5 separate regions of the Mus musculus genome follow, and all the other regions are linked to region 1. A link is a contact called in public HiCAR-type and promoter capture Hi-C data. All regions are on one chromosome and are shown on one strand. Each heading gives the region's core, a stretch centred on a gene start, on an enhancer-like site or on the middle of the called end of the contact. The rest is flanking DNA. Distances are from core to core; before and after follow the strand shown.

The links. Promoter capture Hi-C pulls out the DNA fragments that hold promoters and counts their contacts. HiCAR-type assays count read pairs that join an accessible place to other places.
Region 2: a contact with region 1 is called in a promoter capture Hi-C map of liver, with 2.3 times the contacts expected there. The contact joins the promoter of 4930579G18Rik here to the promoter of Zfp219 in region 1. A contact is called at or near these places in 2 of 39 promoter capture datasets (both in liver).
Region 3: a contact with region 1 is called in a HiCAR-type map of astrocytes, with 2.3 times the contacts expected there. The contact joins the promoter of Dad1 here to the promoter of Zfp219 in region 1. A contact is called at or near these places in 2 of 39 promoter capture datasets (hippocampal neurons and liver), 1 of 115 datasets of contacts at active chromatin or transcription factors (astrocytes) and 2 of 9 other capture datasets (adipose tissue and liver).
Region 4: a promoter capture Hi-C map of liver shows a contact between it and region 1, with 4 times the contacts expected there. The contact joins the promoter of Bcl2l2 here to the promoter of Zfp219 in region 1. A contact is called at or near these places in 2 of 39 promoter capture datasets (liver and pre-B cells).
Region 5: a contact with region 1 is called in a promoter capture Hi-C map of liver, with 4 times the contacts expected there. The contact joins the promoter of 4931414P19Rik here to the promoter of Zfp219 in region 1. A contact is called at or near these places in 3 of 39 promoter capture datasets (hippocampal neurons, liver and pre-B cells) and 1 of 115 datasets of contacts at active chromatin or transcription factors (embryonic stem cells).

Annotation. Positions count from the first base shown.
Region 1 is chr14:52,019,411-52,022,110 of GRCm38.p6, forward strand. It overlaps Zfp219 (zinc finger protein 219), which reads right to left and starts at 1,323. Exons shown (of 5, transcript NM_027248.2): 1 at 1,113-1,323. It overlaps Tmem253 (transmembrane protein 253), which reads left to right. Exons shown (of 7, transcript NM_001033805.3): 7 at 1-377.
Region 2 is chr14:54,649,201-54,651,900 of GRCm38.p6, forward strand. It overlaps 4930579G18Rik (RIKEN cDNA 4930579G18 gene), which reads left to right and starts at 1,311. Exons shown (of 6, transcript NR_038053.1): 1 at 1,311-1,348; 2 at 1,865-2,068; 3 at 2,540-2,614. Acin1 (apoptotic chromatin condensation inducer 1) reads right to left here. Exons shown (of 19, transcript NM_023190.3): 9 at 2,517-2,658.
Region 3 is chr14:54,252,571-54,255,270 of GRCm38.p6, forward strand. Dad1 (defender against cell death 1) reads right to left here and starts at 1,359. Exons shown (of 3, transcript NM_001113358.1): 1 at 1,062-1,359. The coding sequence starts at 1,272. It also overlaps a transcript of Abhd4 not described here.
Region 4 is chr14:54,881,996-54,884,695 of GRCm38.p6, forward strand. Bcl2l2 (BCL2-like 2) reads left to right here and starts at 1,430. Exons shown (of 4, transcript NM_007537.1): 1 at 1,430-1,511; 2 at 1,802-1,889; 3 at 2,379-2,700. The coding sequence starts at 2,387.
Region 5 is chr14:54,604,496-54,607,195 of GRCm38.p6, forward strand. 4931414P19Rik (RIKEN cDNA 4931414P19 gene) reads right to left here and starts at 1,413. Exons shown (of 7, transcript NM_028890.2): 1 at 1,308-1,413.

The DNA of each region.
Region 1 (2,700 bases), core at 73-2,572:
CCTCAATTTCCCCTCAACCCAGGCCCATTTCTCTTCTCTTCCCCACTAGAGGGAGATAATTTCTGGACTAGAGACCTCCCTCACCTCACGCCTCGTCAAGCAGCTTCCTCCCTTGCATTCTTCGACTTCTTCCTCCCTGCCTCTCCATCCAGCTTCATTTCACATCTGCCTCCTCTCACTGTTCACCTTTCACAATCCCATCCACTCCAAGCCGGGTTGCTGCACCAGCCAACCCAGAATCCGCGTCGGTTGTGCTCCAGGTCTCCCTTGGATCCGGGTCCTGCCTAATTCACCCGAGACTACAAATCCCAGGATGCCCCGCTACCCCGTGACCTACTGCAAAATAAAGAGCCTTCCCTCGGCGGCGGGGGCGCTGTGCATCTGCTGAGTGACGCCAGGCGCTGGGAGCAAGGCCTAGCCGAGTTTTCCTCGGACGCGACCACTGGCCCCGCGTGCGGGGAGGCGCCGGGAGGGCCGTCGCGCACAGAGGCGCCGCCACCGCGGCCAGGTCACCGCCACCGGCTGCGGGTCTCTAGCCCTCGTGCCCGCAGCTGCCGGTACTGACAAAGGCTGGGGGTCGGCGCCGGGCCAAGCCGCGCTTCCCCTGGTGCTGCCGCCGCGCCCCTCGCGCGAGTGCCCAGGTTCAAAGTCCTGAGACTTGGAGCGCGCGCGAGAAGGGGGTTGGAGATGATGAGTCAGAGGCGCCGGCCCTCCTCGCCCCCTCCCCCCCGGGCCGGGAGCTGGAGAGGACAGGCTGGCTGGGCAGGCGGGGGTACCGACCTAAGACTTTCCCGCCTCTAGCGAGCACGCTGGTGGACCGAGCCCGCGTGGCCGCCACCCTTTCCAAGGCGGGAGCAGGACTGCGCAGGCTCAGCCTTTCGGCCGCCCCCGGCGGGCCTTTGATCCCTGCAGCGGTACGGTCGCTGAAGCTCTTTTTGTACTGTGCCCACACCACTTATGACCTCTGCAAGTGTACAAAGATGATAGACTCGGTTGGTTTGGGGGAGCGGAGAAAGCCCAGGAAAACGGTGGATCCCAATAGCACCGGGGAGAGGGGGGACAGCTTAGTAGCTGCTAAAAAGTAGAGATTGACTAGGCCTAAGAGAACTCACCCCAAATTCACATAGTGCCCGGGATGGGTGTTCGCCTCACATTCATTTTTGTTCCCACTTGAGAAGGCTTCTTTTCCCTAGAGAATGCTGCTTCTCCGGGCTCAGGCAAGCCCAGGTACCAGTGAGGCTAGAGCGCAGCCTGGCTGGCTTGCCTTGACATTGCAGTGGCGCCAGCTGCAGATCCTTTCTGTTTGTGACACCTTGGGAGTGGTAATAGTCGCCCTATGACAAAGTTACGTGTGAGTATTAGTGGGTGGAGACAGATCTGGGATCAGGCTCTGGAATGGAGAGAACGCAATCCGGGCCTCCTCCATGTTTTCTCTTCCCCCAATCAAACTGCAGGGATAGTGAAGGGCTCTGAGAAAAGAATATTTTTCTTCAAAGTCAGGACGTAGTGGCCAAAGAAACTATAAAGAGAAAACAGCAATTAGCTGTCTTCCAGCTTTTACCGCGGTAATCGGAAACCTGGATATTGCATTCTGCATCTTAAGAGAAACTCAAGGACCGTATAAATGGGTCTCTTAACAATGCTGAACACTCAGGGCCAAAACCTCTGGTTTTATTTCTCATTACTTTGTGTCCAGAATAACCGACAAGGGCCTTTGTTCATTGTAAATTATTAAGATCCTAAGATGCTGGAGGCTCAATTTTTTTTCCTTTTCTTTTCTTTCCTTTTCTTTTCTTTTCTTTTCTTTTCTTTTCTTTTCTTTTCTTTTCTAAAAGGCAGGGTCTCACATGTATCTTTGCCTGCCTGGAACTTGCCATGTAGACCTTGATCCACATGCCTGTAAGTGCTGGAGTTAAAGGCACGTGCCACTCACCATGCTTGACTGAGCCTTACTGTATGAAGACCCTACTGTGTCACCATAAGTTTGCCTCCCCCACTACATCGTGAACTAAGTGTGAAGAATTGTTTATGAATTCTGCAGTGCTGCTCGCCAAATGGATACATGTTAACTTCCATCACAATTGGTTGGCCAAATTAAGTCGTAAAGCCTCACTCAGTTTCCTGGGGAAGATACTATAGAATATGAGGGGGAGCAAACAATTTAAGGAAAAGGTTGGAAATTTGTGGTGAAGCTTGAATGGCTCCGCAGTTGGGATTTGTCTACTAGCAACCATGCCTATTTCTCCTTGTTTAGTTCAGTGAGCTTCCGTGTGAAATTCTTAGTGGGAGAAAAACAAGACCAGGCGTCAGGAGACCTAGATTCTGGCTCTGTTGCTTGAGCGCATAAGATCTGTCTGAACTACACTTCATTTGCATGGCCATTACACCATGCTTCTTCTGCTTATCTTACTGAATCATATGGCGAAAATAGAGTCATGCACAAGACCTCTAAAATGATGAGGCCCTTGAGAGGTGGAAAATAAATTGTCTAAGAAGGCAGATAATGGTGTAAGTGAGTGAACTAGATTGCCTGTGAAGTGAGAACTGCTGGGAACTCAGCAGTACACACTGCTAAATGGATGTCTGTCCTCAACTCCACCAGCTACTGCCGTGGGCAGCTCTGGCTCCGGTAGTGCCATGGTTTCCGGATTTGAATAGAAGTCAGAAATTTAGAACACTCTTATTTTAAGTATTAATAAT
Region 2 (2,700 bases), core at 61-2,560, 2.6 Mb after region 1:
TCATCTAACCAAGTCTCCTTGGTCTGTGTTAAGAGCCAGCCTGACCCCTAGCTAGGTTGCTCACGATGGGTAAGTTAGTGAGAAAAGGAAATAAATAAAAACCAAAAAAACAAACAAACAAACAAAAAAAAACAAAAAAGAAAGAAAATAAAAGAACCCAAAAAACCAATTAAACAAAATAACTTAATTAAAACAAGAAAAACACGAACCAAATAAATAAACCCAACAAAGAAATAAAAAAATAAATTATAAAAATAAAAGATTAAAGAAGAGGTAGAAAATAAAAGAATAAACTAGGAATATGACAAATGTTCCAGGTACCATCTCACACCTGGGATCTTCAGTTCAGCCAATCGCACCTCACTGTGTACTGTATCTAGTCAACCGCCGTCCAATCAGAATGAGCCCTCCCTGCTAGGCGCTGTGCAATTGGTGGGGGGTTGGGTTGGCAAAAAAGGTGGGCGCACGGCGTGGTAGTCAGCGTGGCACTGCCAGAGTCCTCCCAGGGGCGCAGGGGGGGCGGGAGGGAATCGTGTGGGGGGACGCTGCCCAGTTTCCAAGATGTCAAAACAGTTCACTGGCGATGGCCAGCCTCAGCGAGGGGCAGAGGGGGGAATGGGGGCAGAGCATCAGTCCTGGCCCTGTAGGGCATCATCTTGCAGTCCCTGATGAATGAGCAAGCGGCCTGTGAGCGGCAGGAATGCTCCTTGCCTTTCTTTCATGAGGCAGGCAGGACCCTATGTCCACCAGTGACAAGCTGCAGCAGTGCCACTAGCCAACACTTGGGATCCAGGTGACAACTCCAAAGTCCCTTCCTCCTCTGAGTGTAACTGGGGAGAGGTCCTGTCACCGAGCAGGATCATGGAGCCTCTGATGAAGGTAGCCCGGGGGTGGCAGTAGTCAATTTCCCCAGGACCTGGTACACATTCAGCAGCAAGCTCAGAGTATGTCTTCCGGTTTGTCGTTGGCACCTCCTCAGGGACTGCAGCTGAGACAGTGGTTCCGGTTGGGTGGGTGAGTGAGTCCCTGCCTCCAGGGATGGAGGAGAAGCTGAAGCGACCGACACGATGCTGCCCTTCACCATGGACAGCAGGGACCAAAGGAAAGTCCATCTGAAGAGCAAGTGGTGACACGCGGGCTGGGCTGCCATCAGCTTTAAGCCCCTGGGTACAGACCCCCAGACTTCTCTGCAGGGTTTCTAGTCAACAAAGCTTAGGCCACCGGCCCCACTCAAGTGTTTACAGCTCGGCACTGTCGTCATAAACATCTGACTCTCTTAGGTTTCTTGGTCCCTAGATGGGGATCCCAACAGTCTGTAGCAAACAAGGCAACCCACAGTCTCTGACAGGTAAGGGCATGTGGGCAGGCACCCCAGCACTGGCACAACTCTTCTTGGGGTGTCCCGAGTAGGGCGATGATTCAAGTCCACCCCTTTCCAAATGCTTCTTGTTCTCAGTACAAGTCTCTCCAGAACAGTGCTCGTCTCAGCCCCGATGTAAGCAAGAAGGGAGGCGGGGCCCATCACAGACGCCCACAGACACGCCCCTCTGGCCAAGACACCGGGAGCACACTCGGCTCTGATTGGGCGGCTCGGTAGCAGCGGGTGGGTCCAGAGGTAGAGGCGGCATCAGCGATTGGCCAGTTGGGCAGGGTTATATTTTACGGGCGGATTACCGTACATGAGGTACTTGGACAAAGTTTTACGGGGAAGAAGGACCTTGTAATAAATAATATTCTGCACATCAAATCACTTTCACCGGCCCCCACCCCCGCAACACACACCAGAGAAAGGCTACACACACAACAGCCCCTCCCACCCTGTAATAATACCACTCCCAAACCCAGCTAATTCTATTTCTTTAAGGGTCAAGAAGACCTCGCTGGCTCCAATGGGGGAAGCCTCTTGAACTGGGTATAGGAAAAAGTGGTAATATTTGTGCCAACAAAACAAAACAAAACCTAAGAGGGCCTTGTGGTTCACCCCTTGGATTTCTAAGAAGCTACACTTCCGTAATTAGACCACTGGGGGGCAGAAGAGCAACAAAAATTCCTCAGCATGGCTGACTCGGTAAGAGACCCAAAGCCCCACTAGGTGGCGACAAGTGCCATTAAGCTTTTAAAAAGGAGGGAAAGCTCAAGGAGTTAGCTTCACAGAAGCTTCAGCAGCAAGAAAGCTGCACTTGGGTTTTTTGGTTTTTCTCTCTCTCTCCTCTCTCTCTCCCTCGCCTCCCTCTCCCCCCTCTCTCTCTAAAAAAAAGGGCCATTAACAGACTTCCAAATTAGGAGCCTGGTCTATATCACTGCTTCATGTAGGGAAAGGAAATCAAAGACCTTGTCTGTTATCACAAGGGGCATCCCTTGCTAAACCAGCGAATTCTCCCTTGCCCTATCCTGATCCAAGGATAGCCTTATCCCCTTTAGGTCATCCCACTGTGTAAGAGGGATGGCTGAGATGGTCTATTCTCCCTAGGCCCACGCTCGGCCCACCCTCCCCAACAGGTGGCTTGGCTAGTTACCTCTTTCTTTTCCTCTTCTTCAGCACCACCCTCTGGGCGCTCATCATTGCTGACTTGGTCTGCAACAGGCAGAGGAGGCTCAGGCACCTCATTTTCAGGTCTGTTTTCACTGGTGTCCATGGTCACTTCCTCCTTCTCTTCACTGACAGGATGGAAGAGATTGAAGGAAAGGGTAGGAGAGAGT
Region 3 (2,700 bases), core at 109-2,608, 2.2 Mb after region 1:
CTCTGTCGGGAACAGTACTGGGCACAGTAGAGAGGTTTGTCAGACCTGGCTAATGGTGCTAACATATCCTGATGGTTAGGGTGTAGCCTCCAGAAACTGGACCAAAAACCAAAGACACTATGATGACCACTGAATAAGCTGACTTTGCAGCTCTAGCTCTGACTGGGGCACAAGTCGGCTGGGGCCTATTTAAGTTCTGAAAAGTAAAATTGTTCCCAGTGGGCCTGACCTAGCAATGTGAATGTGTACATGTGACGTGAGGTTTATGTTAAGACACTAAATCAAGTCTCCAGACAAGTCCAATGCTATATTTTGTCTCTGCCCAAACCAGCTGTAATTCACTGAGGAAAACAATTGCTAATAAACCCCCAAAACACTGCTGACTGACCATGATACATTTGGTAGTAACATTCCTAAGCCAAACCTGTTCCCAGTATTCTCTCAGTTCCATGGGGCAAGAAAAGTCAGACTTCAGATGAAATCCATGGCGGCAATCCTCATTAAACCTGGAAGTCTGTAAGGTTATTAAATGTGTAGAAGAAAGAAGAGCTAATACACAATTGTGTGAATAAAAATTGAGTTGAGGGTAAAGAGAAAAAGCACATAAATTATGCACAGAAATAAGTAGGGGCAACTAAAAAGCCAGCATCAATTGGGTTGCCTCCTCACAAGCAGTCACTAATATTTATATTCCTATACTATCACCAAAGTCTTCTCCTAGATGAAGTAGGGATTAGGCCAAAGTGATAGAAATGTCTCAGCTTGGCATTTTAATTTAAAGCTCTACCAACTTTAAATTTGTGTTAAAGTTTCATCAAGGTAGGATATTTTTCCTTAGAGAAGTATTAATTGCGACGAACACCAGAAGACTATTTCTTTACATATTCAGTTTCAACTCCTGTTAGGCATTAGAAACGTGACATTTCTGAGCCTGCTTCCTGGATCCCAAGAAGTAAGCGTGACTTCACAGACGACGGCCTTCTACAAACTACCAAAGGGTACCGTGAGGACGAAGCTGCGCGCCAAAGTGGGACATTATGACCAGGATACAGAATCATTACCCGCTAGGATGAAGCTGCCCACACAAGAGATGAAGCCAGAGAGGAAAGAGTTGAAGGGGAAGGTGCCCACGAGGAGACAGTAGCCGAACTGCAGCGCCCCGGTCAGCAGTATATAAAGGAGATAGGCGTCCAGCAACTTCAGCCGCTGCGGAGTGGAGCTCAAGTACTCCTCCAGGAACCGGGAGATGACGGACACCACAGACGCCGACATGACGAACACGGGGACTTCGGATACCGGACGACCACAGACGATGTGGCTCGCGCGTGCGCGTTAGCGGGCCCTAGCCACGCCCACACCGGCGGGCCAATTGGCTCCGGCGTAAAGGCCAGCCTTGGTGCGTCACAATTAATGCGCAGACACAGGCTGCATACCCAGACTGAGAACTACAAACGGAAATAAATTAATGCTCCTGCGCAGGGCCTATCTCCCCCTCTGGAGACGTGTACTATAGCCTTATTTCCGCCCTGCGTTTGTTGACGCCCTCTGTTGCTCTGGCGACGAGATTTGTGACCGGAACAAGGGGAGAGGTTTAACAGCGGACAGAGACGCTTCCCAGAGAGTTCCGGCTCTCTTTGATCCCCCTCAGTGGTCTAGCTTGGGAATCTGCTTAGAGACCAAGCTGGCGGTCCAGGGACTTAACCTGCCTGGCCCTAATTCTCTTAAAAGCTCTATCTTCAGATGCCTATGACCGATCATTAGAGCAGGTCAAGTTCCTCCGCAGTGAGAACTATGCTTATACGGGCCAAGCGCCGGTTTACACTGGCGGGAGAGGGTTGACCTCTACAGGATCCTGAACTGGAAGGCTGAATCTGGGCCCCACGAAGAACCTAAGCCAGCAGGTATTCATTCATTCAACAAACGCTCGTTGAGTACCAAGGAGGTCCAATAGCTGTAGTTATATTGTAGGAATTTTTAGGTTAATCAGTCACTGTCTAAAAAGAGAGATAGTCACTTGTGCGTAGAGTGAAGGGTCAGGATCAGCAGCAAACTGACATTGTACAACAGGTATTGTTATAATATTCCTTGAATGGCTCCAAAGAGCATATTTGTTTCAACCTGATCCTCTGAATCATTTTATAGAAAAAGAATTGAAAGTTTGAGGTTTTAACAAGTACAATTAACTGCTTTTTAGCGTTTTAGCTGAAGAAAACTTAAGTTCTGCCTTCTGGTTTGCACTGCCATTACAAGTTCACAATAACCCGACCTTCTAAACCTAGTATCTCATCTTTCAGTTAAAAAGTCTACCCGCATAGAATCCGGTACTTCATTTCAGCGTTTAAGACACTTCCAACTGCCCTGCCTAACTAGTTGAGCAGCATTTCTAAACCCGCAACTGAACTACTGTCGCTTGTTATCTGTATTTAGCCCGGAAACACTTAGCGCCACAATCCAATAAGACGTAAATAGCCCTGCCCAGGTTCCAGTGAATCACTCGTGTCTTTGGAAAGCCTTAGTCTGTTAAAAGAGGTAAATCCATATTCACAAGAGAGAAGTTTGCACTCCTAGAAATGTAGCCTCTGTGCTCTTGTGTTACTGTAGAGTGGGTGGGATGTGGAAGGATAACCAGACGGGTTCCTACTCCACATAATATGAAATGCATCTGCAATTGAACCCTTCTCCCTGTCTCAGCACAAGTAG
Region 4 (2,700 bases), core at 180-2,679, 2.9 Mb after region 1:
TTTAGTGGGAGAAGCAAGGGGAAGTAACAAGAAAGAACTGAAGGAAAGAAGCATAATTGGGTTGCCTCTTTCTGGCCTTAACTGGAGTTCCAGAGCTGAAGAAATGGCAACCTTCAGGAGTCCTGGGTGGGGGGAGAGGTGGGAGGATCAGCACACTGATGAGTGCCCTCCTGTGGATCTGCTGTAGTCAGAAAGCTTCTTGCCCTGGAAACTTGCTCTACAGAAAGATATTATCACATGCTGGATAGTGGTGCCTCGGGCCTTTAATCCCATAGTGTCTGAGGCAGAGGCAGGCCAATCCCTGTGAGATCGAGGCCAGCCTGCTCTATAGAAGTGAGTTCCAGGGCAGCCAGGGCTACACAGAGAAGAAACCATGTTTCAAAATACACACACACTCGGTTTTTATATATACATATTTTTACATATATATATATACATAAATGCACATATAAATAGATATATGTATATTATATATACATATATGTGTATATTATAAATATGTATATGGAATATATAAAAATATAAAAATATTTACATATACTATACTGATATACTTTATATTTATATGTATATTGATACATTTATAAATTATATATAACATATATATTTATACTTATAAACATATTTATATTGTATGTGTATATATAAAAGCACATATTTATATAAACATATGTGTATGGATAAATGTATATATAATCCATGTATATGTGAATGTAGATATTCACATGTAAATTATAGATATATGTAATCTGTAAAACAGGTATTAACCCAACATTGGTAACCTGTATTTAGAGAGGGTGTGTAAGATTAGTAAGCTTGTATCAATTTGTGCCTTTTATTGTTTGATTTTTGTTTTAAATAGTAAGAATTAACTCCTGTGGTGGGTAACAAATGAAAAGAAAATCAATCTGATTACAAAAGATGAAGATTGCTTGTGGACACTGTAAACCAAGGCCTGACACCTTGATACCTAGCTGAAACTCCAGCCAAGGAAGAGCCCACTGCATTAAAGGTCCTGAGGGGAAGTATTTTTGTGTTTAGTGTTTCTACTAGCCCCACAAGGGCAAGAGGTTGTTCCCAGCTTAATAGGAACTGCTCTGCTTTTCCTAGGCACGCAATCCAAGCTGGAAAGTTCAACAAGTGCGTGAACAGAAGAGACCTTCCGGAAATGCTGAATTTGCACTGAGCTGCTGAGGCCCGGTGTGTTTCTCTGGGGACACTGCGGGCTTCGCAGGCAGCCGGCACAGGTCACTATGGCCTCTGAACAGCCCTTCAATGGCCCTCTCTTCCTGGAGTTGTGGCTCTTCCCAGCCCTGCCTCCCAGCCCCGCCCCTCTCTCTGGACGCATCTCTGTGTCCCATCATCACCCGGCGCCGGGCCCTCCCTCCCTGCCCTCCCCTCCTCCCTCCTTCCTTCCTTCCCTTCCTCCCTTTCTCCCTCCCTCCCTCCCTCCCTCCCAGCTCCTCCACCAGGAAACAACCGGATTCCGGATCCCGGCTGCGGCCTGACCCGTGAGATTCCTTAACCTGGCTGGCGGGCGGGGTTGGAGACCAGCTAAGGGTGGGGGAATGGGAGGAGCTGGGCCTTTGGGCTGCTCTTGGGGGTACCGGGAATAGAGATGGTGTCGGCAGGAAGCCCGTGGTCCCGGGTTTCCCAAGAGGGCAGTCATTAAACACGGAATCGGTCCCACAGCTGGCAAAGCTTTGGAGGTAGGGGCCCAGTCCCAGGCGCTGCAGTTCCAGTTCTTTCCGGGCCAGACCCAGGCCTTTCCCACCTAGTTCTCTCTCCCTCCCCTTTTCAGGGCTCCACTCTAGCCGGGAGGATGAAAGGCCTCAGCTGGGGGCTCCCTGCCACCAGCACTGGGTCCTAAGAGCTGCCATCCAGGCTGGGTAAGTGTCCTCTTCCTTTCTGCCCCATTACAGCCCTTGGCTTTTCCCATCTTCCTATTCAGCCCCTGTCTCCTCCCTATCTTGTGCCTCTGCCAACATCTTCGCATCATGCTCCTGGGGAGGTCTTAAGCCCCTTCCTATAGCCAAAAAGGGGTGTGTGTGTGTGTGTGTGTGTGTGTGTGTGTGTGTGTGTGTGTGTGTGTGTGTATAGAGGTGGCATACAGCTGGTGCTGTCGTATGAAAGGAATCTGAAGTAGTCTAAAAATAAGATTTCCTGTTGCACACTTAATTTGACATGTTATACGTGGCCAGCTGCTTATGCTCTGAACCTCCCCATGACTTAAATCCGTTGCTCTTTCTTGGCCCTGCCCAGTGCCTCTGAGCATTTCACCTATCTCAGGAGCTTGATCAAATAGGAAATGTCCCTTCTTGCTCTCTGTCAATAATTTCCTTATATTTATGTCAGTCTGTCATCCTTGCCCCTTTCAGCCGCCCGGATGGCGACCCCAGCCTCAACCCCAGACACACGGGCTCTAGTGGCTGACTTTGTAGGCTATAAGCTGAGGCAGAAGGGTTATGTCTGTGGAGCTGGCCCTGGGGAAGGCCCAGCCGCCGACCCGCTGCACCAAGCCATGCGGGCTGCTGGAGACGAGTTTGAGACCCGTTTCCGCCGCACCTTCTCTGACCTGGCCGCTCAGCTACACGTGACCCCAGGCTCAGCCCAGCAACGCTTCACCCAGGTTTCCGACGAACTTTTCCAAGGGGGCCCTAACTGGGGCCGTCTTGTGGCATTCTTTGTCTTTGGGGCTGC
Region 5 (2,700 bases), core at 163-2,662, 2.6 Mb after region 1:
AGGGGGGCCTCTGCCCCAGGCAACAGTCCTTCAATGCACACACACTTTTCCAAAAATGTGACGATATGGGGGAAGCTTTGCATTCACAGAAAGCAAAATAACAATCACATTGTATTTCTTATCCCTCCTGGGTTTTGCGTTTGCCTCCTCTTGCCCCTACCCCAAGTACCCCTCCCAGGACCCCACCCCCACCCCCGTTCAGTAACTGGACTAGAATATTGTCTCACACACTTTCCCAGATGTGGAGTTTTCCAAACAAATCCCAACCAATAAAAGGTCACTTTGTCAAAATGCCAGGAGATTCCCTTCTGGTACCTCCCCCCAAAACTACTCATAAAGGCTAAAATATACACAGTTGCATGTTTAGGAAGGAAAACCAATAAAAAACCAAAAGCATTTAAAAAGTCACTAAAAGGCTCTGGACTACACACTCAGTCCCCGTCCCCCCCACTTCGTTTGCCAAACACACTGACTGCAGGCTTTGGGGCAATTATTTAATTATTCACTAATCTGATATAAAAAGAAGCAGAAAAGAAGGTAAATTCCAATAGGATGAAAGTTCTTAAGTATGCTAAGTGCAGGATTTCCTCTACGCTTTACTTTGCATTTGAAATCCTGTTTTGATCACATTTGGGAACACAGAGGGGAAAAAACATCCTAAGGTCTATTTTACACACATAAAATCAAATGAAAACACTTTAAAAATAAAATCCGATAACAGCACATATACACATACTTTACATAAATACAAAGAATAAACCACAAGATGAATCCATACGAAATGGTATGTTTTAAGTGTACATACACACAAATGTCCTCATGAAATTGTGTGTGCAAAACACTGTGAGAGAGCTTTCCCTTCTCTCCTGGGAAATGAGTGTCCCAATTAAAATAACCCAGTATATTTAATCTATTGGCCTGTCACACTCGCTGCTACATTGCTGCTACAGCACTTGGTTTTGGTTCTGAGTGAGTGTGTCTAAAATACATGCCAAAGGCTTTGTGAGGGCACCTCAAATCTCTCTGTTGCCTGTGGTAGAAATTCACATTATCGCTTTAACCCGATTAAAAACAAATCTATACTTCCCCAAGCGACTAAAATTTAAATCCTTCAACCACAAAATTTACCAATTCTTAAAATGTGATCCAAAAAGAAAAAAAAAATCTGTAAATTGGTCTGGGAACAGTTGCACACGGCTTCTCAACTTGGTATATTTTTAAACCTCGACCAGGAAAAAGAAAGAGAAAGAGAGACAGGAAAAGAAATGGGGAAAAGAGCAAATTCCCCTTAGCAACAGTTTCCTCACCCCAGCACTGCCACAGATCTCTATTTTTAAAAATTTGGAAAACGCACACAAGATGAAGGAGGAAAAAAAATGGAAAAAGGATACTCGAAGGTCGTATGGCTCTTTGTATTCGTGTGTGTGCAAAAAAGGAGGACTCGCGGAGCCGGAGCTCACAAGCCCCGCCCCTTCCCGGCCGCCCGCCCGGATTGGCCGCCGCCCGCCCCGCCCGCAAGCACACGCGCCGCACCCGAGGCGCCCGTCCGGGGGGCCCCCGAGGGCCGCGAGCTCCCGGACCTGGCCGATGCGCCCACTGCCCTTCCCTTTCTCCTCGCTGTCCGCTCATCTTTCCCGTCTCGTTCTCCCTCCCCGCCCCCCAAGCCAGGCTCAGAAGAACCACCCTGTGAGTGAGCGCCCTCTGACATTGCTAAGCTGGGAGAACTAGCGAACTTGGGACCTCTTAGGCTGATTGAGCGTCAGGTTTGGGGGGCGAGGCCCTCCAACCCTTGGTTTCCCAGGCCAGTGTCTCTGGGTCACACAAGTTGTCTAGCAGCCCACCTTTACATGAACATCTATGAGTGTAACGTTGTTCAAGTGAGAGGCTAAGTAGCCTTACACTTGGGGCTTGTTTTTGCACAGCCTGAGCCAGGCTCCCCTACTAGGCTAAAACCACATTCTGAAGAAACCAAAATGTCTCCCTCACACACCCTGCATGTAGACCATTGCTTAAACCTCGATTTTAAGCAGTCCATAAACCGGTCTCACTGCACCTTTTTATTATAAAACGTTTGCGCGAACACACACACACACACACACTAACATACATACATACATACGTGTGTGTGTGTGTGTGTGTGTGTGTGTGTGTGTGTGTGTGTATTTTTTCTTTTGGTGGGGGCACTCGCGTGCCGCAATGCAAAGTGTGGCAATTAGGGGACAACTTGTGCCAGGTGTGGTGGCGCATGCCTTTAATCCCAGCACTCGGGAGGCAGAGACAGGCGGATTTCTGAGTTCGAGGCCAGCCTGGTCTATAAAGTGAGTTCCAGGACAGCCAGGGCTATACAGAGAAACCCTGTCTCAGAAAAAAGAAAAAAAAAAAAAAAAAAAAAAAAAAGAATAGGGGACAACTTGCAGGAATTCTCTCCACCTAGAGGGTCTGAAGGATCAAACTCAAGTCCACAGGGGTTTGGCAGCCTTCACCAGTGTCTCTGCTGGACACTAAGTTCTCTTTCTCCCCCCCCCCTCTCCCTCTCCCTCTCCGTCTCTCTCTCTCTCACCTATTTATTTATGTTTTAATATCTGAAACCCATGACCCTTCTCAAGTCTTCTTTCTAGGACTTCCTGCCTTTTCCTCCTCACTCGAACCCCTGACCTATGAGTTTATAAAAGAAAATGAAAAGAACTCTAAAAATGGTGA